Linked DNA regions of Mus musculus: region 2 is linked to region 1. A link is a contact called in public HiChIP or PLAC-seq data. All regions are on one chromosome and are shown on one strand. Each heading gives the region's core, a stretch centred on a gene start, on an enhancer-like site or on the middle of the called end of the contact. The rest is flanking DNA. Distances are from core to core; before and after follow the strand shown.

Region 1 (6,440 bases), core at 1,114-3,613:
GCTGGGGTCTCCCAGGTAAGCTGTCTAGCTGGAGTAACCAAACCTGGGAGGCTCAGATTCAATGAGATGCCCCTTCTCTGTAAAGTGAAGAGCAATTGAAGAGGGCACCCAGCATTAACATGTGGCCTCCACATGCCTCTATATGGACATGAGTGGGCACACACACACACACACATGCACACATACATGTAAACTCTTACACTTGAACATGCATGCATACTGCATACACTTACATGCATAAAGAGAGCAAGAGAGGTAGAGTGTATTTGGCAGCCACAGAAGCATCAGATCTCGCAGGGAGCTTATGTCCCACACACCCATGTCTCCCTCCTTTCCCACTCATAGGACGTCTGTCGCTTGCCAGGAACAGTGCCACTATTTTATTATTTTCCCTCATAGTTCTTACCTATGTCTTGTTGTTGTTTGAGTCAGGAGGAAACCTAGGGCTTCATGCATGCACTTGGCAAGTACGCTACCATCGGGATGCCTTTCCACTTCCCCTTTTCTTGTTAATATCTATCTATCTATCTATCTATCTATCTATCTATCTATCTATCTATCTAACTATCTATCTATCTATCTATCATCTATCTATCTATCTATCTATCTATCTATCTATCTATCTATCTATCTATCTATCTATCTATCTAATGTAGGGGTTATACAAACCAGTCCTGAACACATTCTGTAGCCCAGGCAGGCTTTGAACTTGTGATCCTCCCGCCTCAGACTTCAAAGCAGCTGGCATTACGTACAGGCTGGTACCACCAGGCCAAGCTTTCTAAATTCTATATCTTTTTCAGTCTATATTAAAGGCAATAACATACCTTTGGCCTATTTTTTTAAGATGTGTATTTATATGAATTTATCCTGTGATGGCAAATTTTGTATGACAGGTGACTAGAATAAGGATAGCAGAGAGATGGCATGGCATTATGTATGTGTGGCGGTTGGTATGGGCCCATAGACTCATATGTTTGAATGCTTGGCCCATAAGTAACTGCACTATTGGGAGGTGTGACCTTGTTGGAGGAAGTATGTCACTGTGGAGGTGGGCTCTAAGGTCTCATATATGCTCACGCTATGCCCAGTGTGATACTCAGGCTCCTCCTGGCTGCCTGTGGGTCAAGATGGCTCCTCCATCCCCATTTCTGCCTATATGCTGCCATGCTTCCCAACATAATGAGAATGAGCTAAAAGTCTGAAACTGTAAGCCAGCCCAGCTAAATGTTTTCCTTTATAAGAGTTGCCATGGTCATGATGTCTTTTCACGGCAATAAAACCCTAACTAAGACAGCATGCTAGGGAAGACATCTATGGAAGAGGCTGGCGTTTAAATTAGTGCCTAGAGTGAGAAAGATCTGCCTCGACTCAGTATGCATGGCCCATCTAATTGGGAAAGCAGACAGAACAAAGAGGCAAATGAAGGAATCAATCCCCTACTCCCTCCCTCCCTCCCTTCCTCCATCCCTCCCTCTACTTACTCTTCACCTTTATTCTCCTCTCCCTACTCCCTCTCCTCTCCCTCCTCCCTCTCCTTTTTGCTGTCCTGGAGTTGGCTTCCCACCGTCTCCCATCATTGTCAAATACAACTCCACATTTTCCACCTTTTGGACACACATAATTACAGAAAACCACTGTCTTCACTCCCCCTGATTCGTAGACTTTCAGCTTCTGATGCAGCAGCAGCAGCAGCAACAACAACAACATATTTCCTGAATCCGGGGCTTTCCAGCCTGAAATGACTGGGCTATGCTGCTGGATTTTGTGGTTCTCTAGCTCAAGGCAATCAACTCTATCATGGCAACCCTCCACACCATCCACCCTCACAGAACCAGTCTGTATAACACATCTGGCTGCTAACACATCTCACATCTTTGCATCTGTGCATCTGTATGCTATCTACCTACATACACACACACACACACACGTGCACACACACACATATATATCTATATATCTATATGTATATATCTATATATCTATATCTATATATATGTTGTATATGTATATATCTCTCTATGTATATATCTATATATCTATCTATGTATATATCTATATATCTATCTATGTATATATCTATATATCTATCTATGTATATATCTATATACCTATCTATGTATATATCTATATATCTACATCTATGTATATCTATGTATATAAATATTTATATGTCATATCTATCTGTCTACTTACCTGTCTGTCTATTCATCCATTTATCTACATCTATCTTCTTTTGGTTCTTTTTCATTAAATAGCCTTAAATACTACTTGCCAGTAACTGACCGTATGCTCAGTGACACATATGAAGGAGATTAAGACATGCTAAAAAGGTTGATAATGATGGTGTGTGCCACAGGAATTTGACATGGTATGTCTCCACCTTGTGTCCATGAGAGCAAATAGCATGTCTGAGATACTTAAGGGCTTCTGCAACCAGAAAAACCAGAAACTCTTTTAAGGATGGAACAAGAGGAATCCATTGTCTTTCCCTACAATATCCATACATTTAAAAAATGTTTGCTCTAGGTAATGCTCTAGATAAAAGTATTACCAGGAAGTAAATTATTATTTTATTTTGTGAAAAAGTCTATCCTAAAAGTAAATCATTGAACAAGGCCAAACCAGGTGAAGCAAGGCTATTGGGAAAATAGTCAGATATGCAGACAATAATCATCAGAAGAAAGTATGATCGTAAGCTGTTCGTCAGTTTATCTGCTTTTTCCATGGGGCAAAATCCCTGTTACACTTTTCATTTCATTATGATCAAATCAAACTCCCAAACAGCTGGTGTTTTGTGATGTGAATACAACAGGGAAAGGCCAGGCCTTGGAGGAAGGCAAGGCTCCTCTGGTCACTCAGAGTTCCTTCTAGTCTCTGTGACCTTAGGCAAGGACCTTCACTTCTGAAGCTCTTGCTTTTATCAAATCTCAAACAGCATGGAAGGGGCTTATGCTTCCTGAGAAGATGGCAGAGAGCAGCCTGTCTGAAAAGATGCAGGAGCTGCCCATGACCCCATCAGACACCAATGAACAGTTCTAATCCAACGCCATACAGATAGCCCAGTTAAACTAAACAGACCGCAAAACAACATCAAAAGTCATGAGCCTAGAAGAGGGGAATGGTAGGCTAAGTGGGGAGGTGGCAGGGGAGGGAGGTAAGAGAGGATGGGGAGGGAGTAAGCAGAATATATTATATGCATGCATGGAATTGTCAAAAAGTGAAATTAATAAAAAATAAAAAATAAAAATACGTAAGGGATCTAGTGACCAATAAAAAAATAGGCAAAATGTCATATATAGAGTCTGTATTACTTTTTAAAAAAGGTTTATTTATTTTATTTATGTGTATTTATGCATGCCTTCCTGAATTTATTGCTCTGTGTGTGTGTGTGTGTGTGTGTGCTGGCACCTATGGAGGATTGAAGAGGGTATTGGGCCCTCTAGAACTGGAGTTACAAAAAGCTACAATGTTACAATGTACGAGGAAGAGGATTTATTTTTGCCCATAGTTTAGGGAGCATCAGTCCATCATGGCAGGCAAAGCATGGTACAAGAGTTTCAGACTTGGTTAAACTTTTGGCAGATCAACAAAGAACCTGAGACACGTAGCTGTAACTCAGATCTGTCAAACAGGTCCCATACCAGCTGCCAGTAAGTGTTCAAAGACATGAGCCTGAAGCAGACAATCCACATTGAATAACATATACAGTCTTTAAGAGAAAGGAAATCTTGACATACGCTAACACATGGAAAAACCTTGAAGACAATATACTAAGCGATATAAGCCAAACACAGAAGGAGACATGCTGTGTGTTTCCATTTAAATGAGGACTCCAGAGATATCCAACTCAGAGAGACAGAAAGCAGAATGGTGTTTGCCAGAGTCTAGGACAGTGGCTCACAACCCCTTGGGGGGAGGTGGTCAAACAACCCTTTCACAGGGGTCACCTAAGACTATCATCAAACAGATATTTACATGGTGAATCATAAAAGTAGCAAAACTACAGTTAGAAGTAGCAACAAAATAATTTTATGGTAGGGAGTCAAAAGAACATGAGGAACTGTATTAAAGGGTCATAGCACTGGAAAGGTTGAAAACCACTGGTCTAGAGGACTGGGAGAAGGGGGGGGGTCACTGTTTAATGGGCGGAGTTTCCATTTTAGATAGTGGGAAGGTTCTAGAGATGTGAACTTGACATCACTTGAAACCAGTTATGATGATGAATGTTGTCTTATGCATAATTTACCACAAGGGAAGACGTGGATCAGAGAGAGCTATCTGATCCTCAGAGAGTAAATATCAGAAGCTTCCAGAAGATGTCATAGCCCATTCTCTTCCGCATCACTGTAGGGACCATTTACCAAAGGACACAAGGATCTGTTATTGGTTTAGCTGCAATCCTTCCCTCCCCCTCCCCCTCCCCCTCCCCCTCCCCTAATTACATATCCGTGGGAAAGCTGAACCTGGGACATGGCTGCAACTACTTCAAAGACGCAGTCAGCGACTGAGACTGTAAGATGTTGAACATGATCCATGCAAATGTCTCAAATCTGTGACAATGTCCTGTCCCTGAGCACAGTGTGAACATTACCTAGGCATGTCTGGAAACTTAGCTATTGTGGTTTGACTACGGCTTGAGTATACCTCTCGAAGCTTCGCGTGTTGGAAGCTTGATGAGTGTAGGCAGTATTGGGAGGCAGTCGTACTGTTCAAGATCCTCCAGAAAGTTTCCCCAGGATGGGACTAGTAGAGTTTTCATGAGCCTCTAGGTGTTATAGAAGAGCCATCCCATCTCTTCTCCCTCCAGCTCTCTTTCAACCCATCTCTCTCACACGCAAGCTTCACTGTGATGCCATTCACCTTGATGACACACCCAGGAAGGGCTCTCCCTAGATCCAGTACCATGATGCTATTTACACTCTTAGACCTTAATACTGTGGATTAAGTAAACTTGTCTTTATAAGTAATCTAGTCTTCGGAGTTTTTTTTTTTTAAAGATTTATTTATTGTATGTAAGTACACTGTAGCTGTCTTCAGACACTCCAGAGAGGGCATCAGATTTTGTTACAGATGGTTATGAGCCACCATGTGGTTGCTGGGATTTGAACTTGGGACCTTTGGAAGAGCAGTCGGCGCTCTTAACCACTGAGCCATCTCGCCAGCCCCCATAATAGGAAACAGACTAATGAATTTATTTAGCTAAATAGAAACTATGTAAATTACTACAAAGGCTGGCCAAAAAAAATGGGTTTCCATTTTCATTAGAAATGATGAACATGTAAACTGGAACTGACCAATTTGGGTATGCTAACTGACTGGCCAGTGAACCAGTGAAACCTGGGAATTCACTTGTCTCTACCTCTGTAGTACTGTTGTTATAAGTGCACAGTACAACTTCCAGCTTTCTATATGTGAGTTGAACACTGGTCTTCACATTTGCATACTGACTGAGTCGTATCCCCAGCTCCGTGTCTGGCACTTAGAGAGGAAGGCTGGCAGGATCAGTTGGACAGTCAATAGGCCACATACAGCTAAGTTCAAGGGTGTAACAAGAAGCTACTGATCAATACAGATTATGAACAGCATCCTCCATAAGCAATCAATGGATGAAATTATAGTCTCGCTGCAGGCATGTTCTCTATACTGTAAAATACTACACACTGAGAATCTGCTCAGGAACAAGATGATCTAAAGTAAAAGTCATGGAGAGACTTGAAGACGAGGTGGCTTGTGACAAAGCAAAGGCTGCACACATGGCCCTGGTTCCCCTCACAGTATCTGCTACCCAGGGACAGTGTGGGTCTGCTCTCCTAAGAAGGTAAGGACATGGAAAGCTGGTGTGAGTCCCAGAGTCCTGGTTCCCACAGGGCAGGAGAATCTCCCTGGACATCCTGAAAGAATCAGCTGAGATAAGGGCTCCGCTTTGGTACCTGTGGTCTACCCACATCGGGAGGTTCAACAACCTGGTGTTCAGTTGCAGCATGGAGCAAACAAAGCTATAAGCAAACCCATGCAGAGACTGTAGTAAACTCTCCATTGTTTAAGGGTGGATGCCATTGCCATGGTACTTGAGTTCATGTCACTTCGTTTTGCTTAGATAGTTTTATCATTCTTTGGCTCTTCCTTCACAGTGTGGGGAAATAAAACTAATATTAACAGCCATATCATAACCTCTATCTCAAGAAATTATTTCATAATGTTAGCCCTGACACCTACCTCAGTCCAGAATTTACTAGGGCTTGTTATTTTTATATTTTATGCTCTTCCCAATAATACATTATATATTGGTACAGTTCCATTGTTTTTGTTATTTGTTAATCACCCACTGGTAAGAAAAGCTTCTCTCCTGGGGGTTTTGGGGGAAATAGATGTGAATTAGCCAACCAGCCAATAAATAAGCCATTAGTATTTTGAATCAGGTCATCACTAAATAGAAA
Region 2 (5,908 bases), core at 2,795-5,294, 140 kb before region 1:
TGAAAAACTATCTAGTGTGGGCAAGAGTCTAATGCTCATTCAGGCCTCAGACACTGACTGAGGCTTGGCTACTGTTCAAAGAGATGCCCAACTTCTGTCCTCTAGCTTCTTGAGTGGGTGGGATCAGGTTGGTGACAATGTCTTGGTTCCTGTGGTAAGAAGGAGGGACTGTATTGCAGGCAAGATGCCTCCCACCTGTAATGAGCAGGGTCCTGAAAGGGTCCTGGGTGGTAGTGCCTTCCAATGTAATTGACACAGGGGGGTGGCCATAAGGCCACTTTTGACTCTAGGCAGTGACTGAGCCCCTCCTGCATTTTTCTCTAGACTTCCTCACTGAGATTATAGTTTGTAAACACCAGCGTCTTACAGAGATGCAATGGCAAGAAGATGGTGCAGACATTAAAACAAGAGTCAAAGCTATATAGATTTTAATACGTAGGGAGAAAAAATAATAACCCTTTTTGAATTAATGAAGGGAAGAAGAAACCCTCCTGAGACTTCAGCACTTGGGGACCAGGCCCTAACATATGCCCTGATGGGGAACAGATAGAATCTCTGCTTCAGGGACTTCCCAATGGCAATTTAACATGTAGATGCTTTGTTCCTTAGCACCTCCTGCTGTTCTGGAAGATTCTTACTTGTTCACACTGATGCCCTTATCAGAGGCCTCATATTGACCGCTTGACATCTTCCTAAATACACACTCATGCTCACATCTCTAAGATGGGATCTTTCTATCACCCTTCCAGGCATCTCCGTGAAAATCCTTAGAGCCAGGTACTCCTCAGTTCCTTCCCCATCTACCACCACTTTTGGTCAGTCTCGGTGCTTTCCTCAATAAGACTCTGAAGCATTTCCACACATGTTTCTTCTAACAAAGACCCCATCTGGTGACATCTTTGAAACTTCCAGCCACCTGGAGAACTTCCTGTTTTCCTCACCACAGCAACTAGTCTTCTTAAAACAACAGATGGCAACACTGAGTTATCACATGCTAATAACGTGACTCAGAGGAAGTTGTATAACTGAGCATTTATCAAGGCAAGGAGGATAGCACCCGTGTTCCTAGGATACGGTGAAGAAAAATTCATGCCGACTATATAAAGCTCTCCCAAGAGGCATGATATTAATCACTTGGGAGAATGTCACTGTGGTCAGTACTACTCAAATAATCTGTTATATATGATGAACTAATCATGCAGTATTTAAATAAACAAGCAACAAAACAGTTGCTGCAAAGGGCTTTGACTCCATGGGTCATGAAGAAGCCTAAGAACTGACATACAGGCTGTGTCCCACAGGTTATTGCTTAGCTGGACACCATGGAACCTGATCACAAAGACAGACTCATTTTTTCCCCAAGTCACTGGTCTCCATTTTCTGAATTGTCATTGGTAAATTTCTCTTCTTTCTTCTCTCTCTTCCTACCCATTTCCACACCTCTATGTCTGAGATAGAAAACTGCAAGTTGCTATTTTAATGAGATCTTGGATTTTTTTTTCCTGAGGTCATCTGAACCATTCAATTCTAATATTTAAATGTACCATCTTTTGTATCTATAATTATCTCATTGGAGTGATATTTGCACATGTGTGTATGTATATATGAGTGAGTACATGTGTGAGTGTGTGTGAGTGTATGTGTGTGTATGACCATGCATGTGTGTGTATAACTGTGTATGTATGCGTGTGTGTAAGTATATGTATGAGTGTATGTGTGTGTATATGTGAGGGTGTGTATGTATGCACGTGTATGTGTGTATGTATGAGTGTGTATGTGTGTATGTATGAACATGTATGTGTGTATGTATGTGCATGTATGTGTGTGTATATGAGTATGTATATGTGTGTGTATGTATAAGTATGTATATGTGTGTATGTGTGTATGTATGACTATGTATGTGTGTATGTATTTATGTATGTGTGTGCATGTGTGTGGGTATGTGCGTACATGTGAGTGTATGTGTATGAATGTGTGTATATGTGAATGTGTGTGTATGTATGAGCATGTATGTGTGTACATATGAGTGTGAATGTGTGTGTATGTATGAGTGTGTATGTGTTTGTATGTGTGTGAGTGTGTGTGTATGTATGAGTGTGTATGAATGTGTATGTGAGTCTGTGAGTGTGTATGAGTATGTATATGTGCATACATATGAGTATGTGTGTGAATATGTGAGTGTGTATGTGTGAGTATGTGTGTATGTATGAGTATATGTGTATGTATGAGTGTGTGAATGTGTGATTATGTGTATGTGTGAGTGTGTGTGTGTGTATGTGTATATGAGCATGTGTGAGAGTGTGTGTATGTGTGGTTATGTGTATGTGTGTGTGTGTGTGTGTGTGCTGTTGTCACTTGCTGTACTATTGTTTTGAAAGTGGGTCTCTCACAGAACCAGAAGGTCAGCATCAGCTAAGCTACCCAGCCAGCAAGGTCTCAGGATCTGCCTGTCTCAACCTTCCCAGTACTGACCCAGTTCCAGGCATACCTCGCCTTGTCTGGCAGTTTATATAGGAGCAGGAGGTTTGGACTCCGATTTTCATGCTTGCAGAGCAAGGAACATTACCCACTGAAGTCATGTTGTAGACTGATGAGCGAACCCTCAATAAATATAGGGGTGACTTACAGAGGGCACTGATCTGCTAATAATCACCTGTGTAAAGTTTACATACACCCAGGGCAGCTGGGAATCACTGCAGTAGGATGGAAGGCAAAGAAACTATTAAACCCAAAGATTGTTCCTAGTTATAGAATGGCACATGCTCTCTAGCCCATCCTCGTACTCTTCCAGTATCTGGAACAGCTTAAGTTCCCAAAGTCCTTTAGGAGATGATGATAGTGATGGTGGAGGTGGTGGTGGTAAAGTAGGAGGAGAAAGAGCAGGAGGAGGTGAAGGAGGAGGAGGAGGTGAAGGAGGAGGGGGAGAAAGAAGAGGAGGAGGAGAAGATGGAGAATGGAAGAGAAGCCTCTTTAGCCCACACCAGATAATCCTTATGATCTTGCCTCTCCTTTCATTCTGAGAGCAGCTGAGGCTCTGCTTCGCTCAGTGCTGAGTCCCTTCAGGTTGTGACCAAAGCATCGTGTAAATTCTGTGTGTATTCCTACACTTGTGATGCAGGCCTCTTTTACTGTCTCTGTCTGTGGTAACCGACACACCCATGAATGTTCCCCCTACACTCCGCCCACTGTCCCATCTTTTCAATCAAGCTGACCACCGTTTAGCACAGCTGTCTGCTTTGCTTACTGTACGTCCTGGAAACTGGGTGTGCTCCTTCAACTCCGTGAGAACTGTTACAGAGCACTTACTAAATTCTAGGCACGGGGCTAGGTCTCCAAGTATGTCACATAGAAAGTGAATGCGTATTATACAGTACTGTGATGTGGGTTTCGTCATGGAAGGGGAAGGAACTTGCTTCAGATTATACAGCACATAAACGATGCAGTCTAGACTCAAACTCACACCTTGAGTTGCAGTCATTATCCCAAAGCAAGAAGAGAGCCCAACTTCACGGTAGATCTTTTCAGCTAGATAAGACCAGGTACGAAGGGCGAAGGGTATTGAACACTGACAATCACAGCTGTTTAGTTGCTGTCTGTTCACCAGATTTAAAACAAAAGCAAAAACAAAAATATTTATTTATTTATTTATTTATTTATTTATTTATTTATGTATTTATTTATTGTGGATCTGTGGATGTACATGCATGTACCACAGAGTGTGTAGAAGTCAGAGGACAACTTTCAGAAGTCAGTTCTCTCCTTCCATCAAGTAGGGCCTGGGGATTGAACTCAGGCCATCTGGCTAGGCAGCAAGGACTGTTGCTTGCTGAGCCACCTCACTGGCCCAATTCACAAGATAACCCAAGAGCAGAGTATAACAAAACATACTTTTAAGGATGATCCTTCATGCAGTATCCACACCATACACCCAAAGTATGAGTGCCAATTTATATTTGTAAAAGAATTCTCCTTACCTCTGACTCAGAGATTGAAATAGATATGTCTTCCTTGTGAGTTACATTAATTAGTGAGAGATATTTTCCACTTGAAGGGAGTCTGTGTGCTGAGCAGTGACTGCAGCCAAGCTTCTTTACGGAGACATGTTTTGATAGAGTAGGAATCGTGGGGGTTGGGGGGAGGGTATCTAAATATAGCAGACATGGGCAACTTGAAACTGAAGCACCATTTAAAACTCTCCTCTGCTGTTAACTAAAATTGATCTCGCTATGCAGAGCTAAAAATAGCAGGAGGGGAGAAGAGAATAGACAATGTTTTCATATCTCCCTGTGGGCATTCTCAGTGGCAGTGAGCATGACCTTCTGTGCCCTCCAGAGAGCAGAACAAAGGCTGGCAAATCACATTTGCTCAGATCAGCATCCCATTTAGCCGGTTGGCAGTCTATGTGCCATTTATGCCCGCTGCTGTGGATACACTTGTTTTTGCTGGGCTGGGATTTTGTTTTTTTTTTTTTTTTTCTTTCTTTCCTATTACATTACCAAAAGAATATAGCCTCATACCGCTTCTCAAATTCAGAATAGCAGATACCATAAAACAAATAGAAAAAAAGAATTCTAGCTCGTTACCAGGTCAGAAGCCTCAGCATCAGTGTTAAACAAAGCACAGAGAGCCTCCGTTTCTTAGCAACTGTAAACAGCCCGTGAACAGAGCCAAAGGGAGTGAATTCTGTGCACCATGCCCCAAATAGCGATTTTAGTAAAGCAGGGATGTAGCCCCTCCTTGAGAAGAAAGGCCTGGGGTATATCCAGTGGATGGTGGTTAATTCAGAAACTCACAACTGATCAACGTATAGAGAATAAATGCCTGTGGAGTGTTCACTCACAAGGGATTATTCACACCACCTCTTCCAAGATTGGGAGTCACTGCGGGAAAAGGGATGGAAAGAAGTGGGAAGGATGAGGTGGGGCCGGTGCCTTCTGGGCATGCTCTAAGACCTCTGTCCTCATGAACTCACAGGAGCTGTAGCTGCCCGAACAAGACCGTCAAAGATCAAGGCCGAAATCTTTTAGCATACAGAGAGAAGGGGATCATGAACACCCAACCCCAGTAGGGAGGCTATGAACGCGTGGTGGTTTCTGGGAAAGGGTGGATCTATCTTCTTTAAGGGTGTGGGCCCTGGTAGCTTGACTGTGTTGCAGAGGATAGTCTTATATCTATGAGAATAAGAATAGGACAAAATTGAATTCTGAGGATTTTTTTTTTAAAGGACACAAAAGTAGACCTGAAAAAGATTATGGGGAGGGATGGTGTAAATATGATAAAAAAAAAAAAAACCTTTGTGTGAAATTCTCAAACAAATAATAGTAGTATTGTTTTTAAAAACTGGAACTCAGGTAATTATTACCCCTTAAGACGGAATGAGTTATACTTTGTCATTAAAAGGGTTCTGCCAAAGGATTAAAGAAATGAACTTTATGAAATCATTTTTAATGGCAATGCTGGAAGTCCTTTGGTTATTGCTCACATTAATTAACTGCTGCCTGACTCAGTCTGGCTAAAGCCACAGAGAGCAACAATTTGCTGCTGAAGATACCATCTCTACGGAGGCTAACATCTGAGGCATCCATTTATTTATATTGTCAGTCATCCAATATTTATTGGGCATCTACTATGTGCCAGGTGCTAGCAGGAACGGAGAATACCAACATGGATAAAGCATACACATTGCTTTTAAAAAGCAGGGAAGAGCCAATGTTGAACAGCAGAAAATGCCCTCAAGGAAAATGAAGTATTTGTGTAAAGTGTCACATGGAAGACAAATGTGATTTTTTTTTTCCTGTAGCACTGTGTTGGGGTAATTCAGAGTATGTAGTCTTGAACCCTCCTTGTTGTACCTGAAATATCTCCTCTTCTGTAGCTTGAGGGCCCGGTATAAGTTCATATTTTAGAT

Evidence for each region. HiChIP or PLAC-seq counts read pairs in DNA pulled down with a chosen protein or histone mark.
Region 2: a contact with region 1 is called in an H3K27ac HiChIP or PLAC-seq map of heart atrium, with 4 times the contacts expected there. The contact joins two enhancer-like sites. A contact is called at or near these places in 6 of 39 promoter capture datasets (the 3T3-L1 cell line, HPC-7-derived erythroid cells, embryonic stem cells and 2 more), 5 of 15 datasets of contacts at CTCF or cohesin (the NIH/3T3 cell line, hippocampal excitatory neurons, large pre-B cells and 1 more), 162 of 484 Hi-C or Micro-C datasets (the 3T3-L1 cell line, 3T3-L1-derived adipocytes, the 4T1 cell line and 83 more), 24 of 115 datasets of contacts at active chromatin or transcription factors (the NIH/3T3 cell line, astrocytes, a beta-TC-6 cell line and 17 more) and 4 of 9 other capture datasets (adipose tissue, embryonic stem cells, embryonic tail and 1 more).

Annotation. Positions count from the first base shown.
Region 1 is chr17:43,879,129-43,885,568 of GRCm38.p6, reverse strand. All of the region lies in intron 2 of Rcan2 (regulator of calcineurin 2), which reads right to left. Among named protein-coding and RNA genes, the nearest start is that of Rcan2, 80 kb to the right of the region's middle. Within about 2 kb of position 2,363, at least 2 of the 459 cell types and tissues checked have an H3K27ac peak or open chromatin away from gene starts, as enhancers often do. A contact at or near this core is called in heart atrium, where this site is marked.
Region 2 is chr17:44,024,892-44,030,799 of GRCm38.p6, reverse strand. The region is part of intron 4 of Rcan2 (regulator of calcineurin 2); the gene reads right to left. Among named protein-coding and RNA genes, the nearest start is that of Gm34857, 16 kb to the left of the region's middle. Within about 2 kb of position 4,044, at least 87 of the 459 cell types and tissues checked have an H3K27ac peak or open chromatin away from gene starts, as enhancers often do. A contact at or near this core is called in heart atrium, where this site is marked.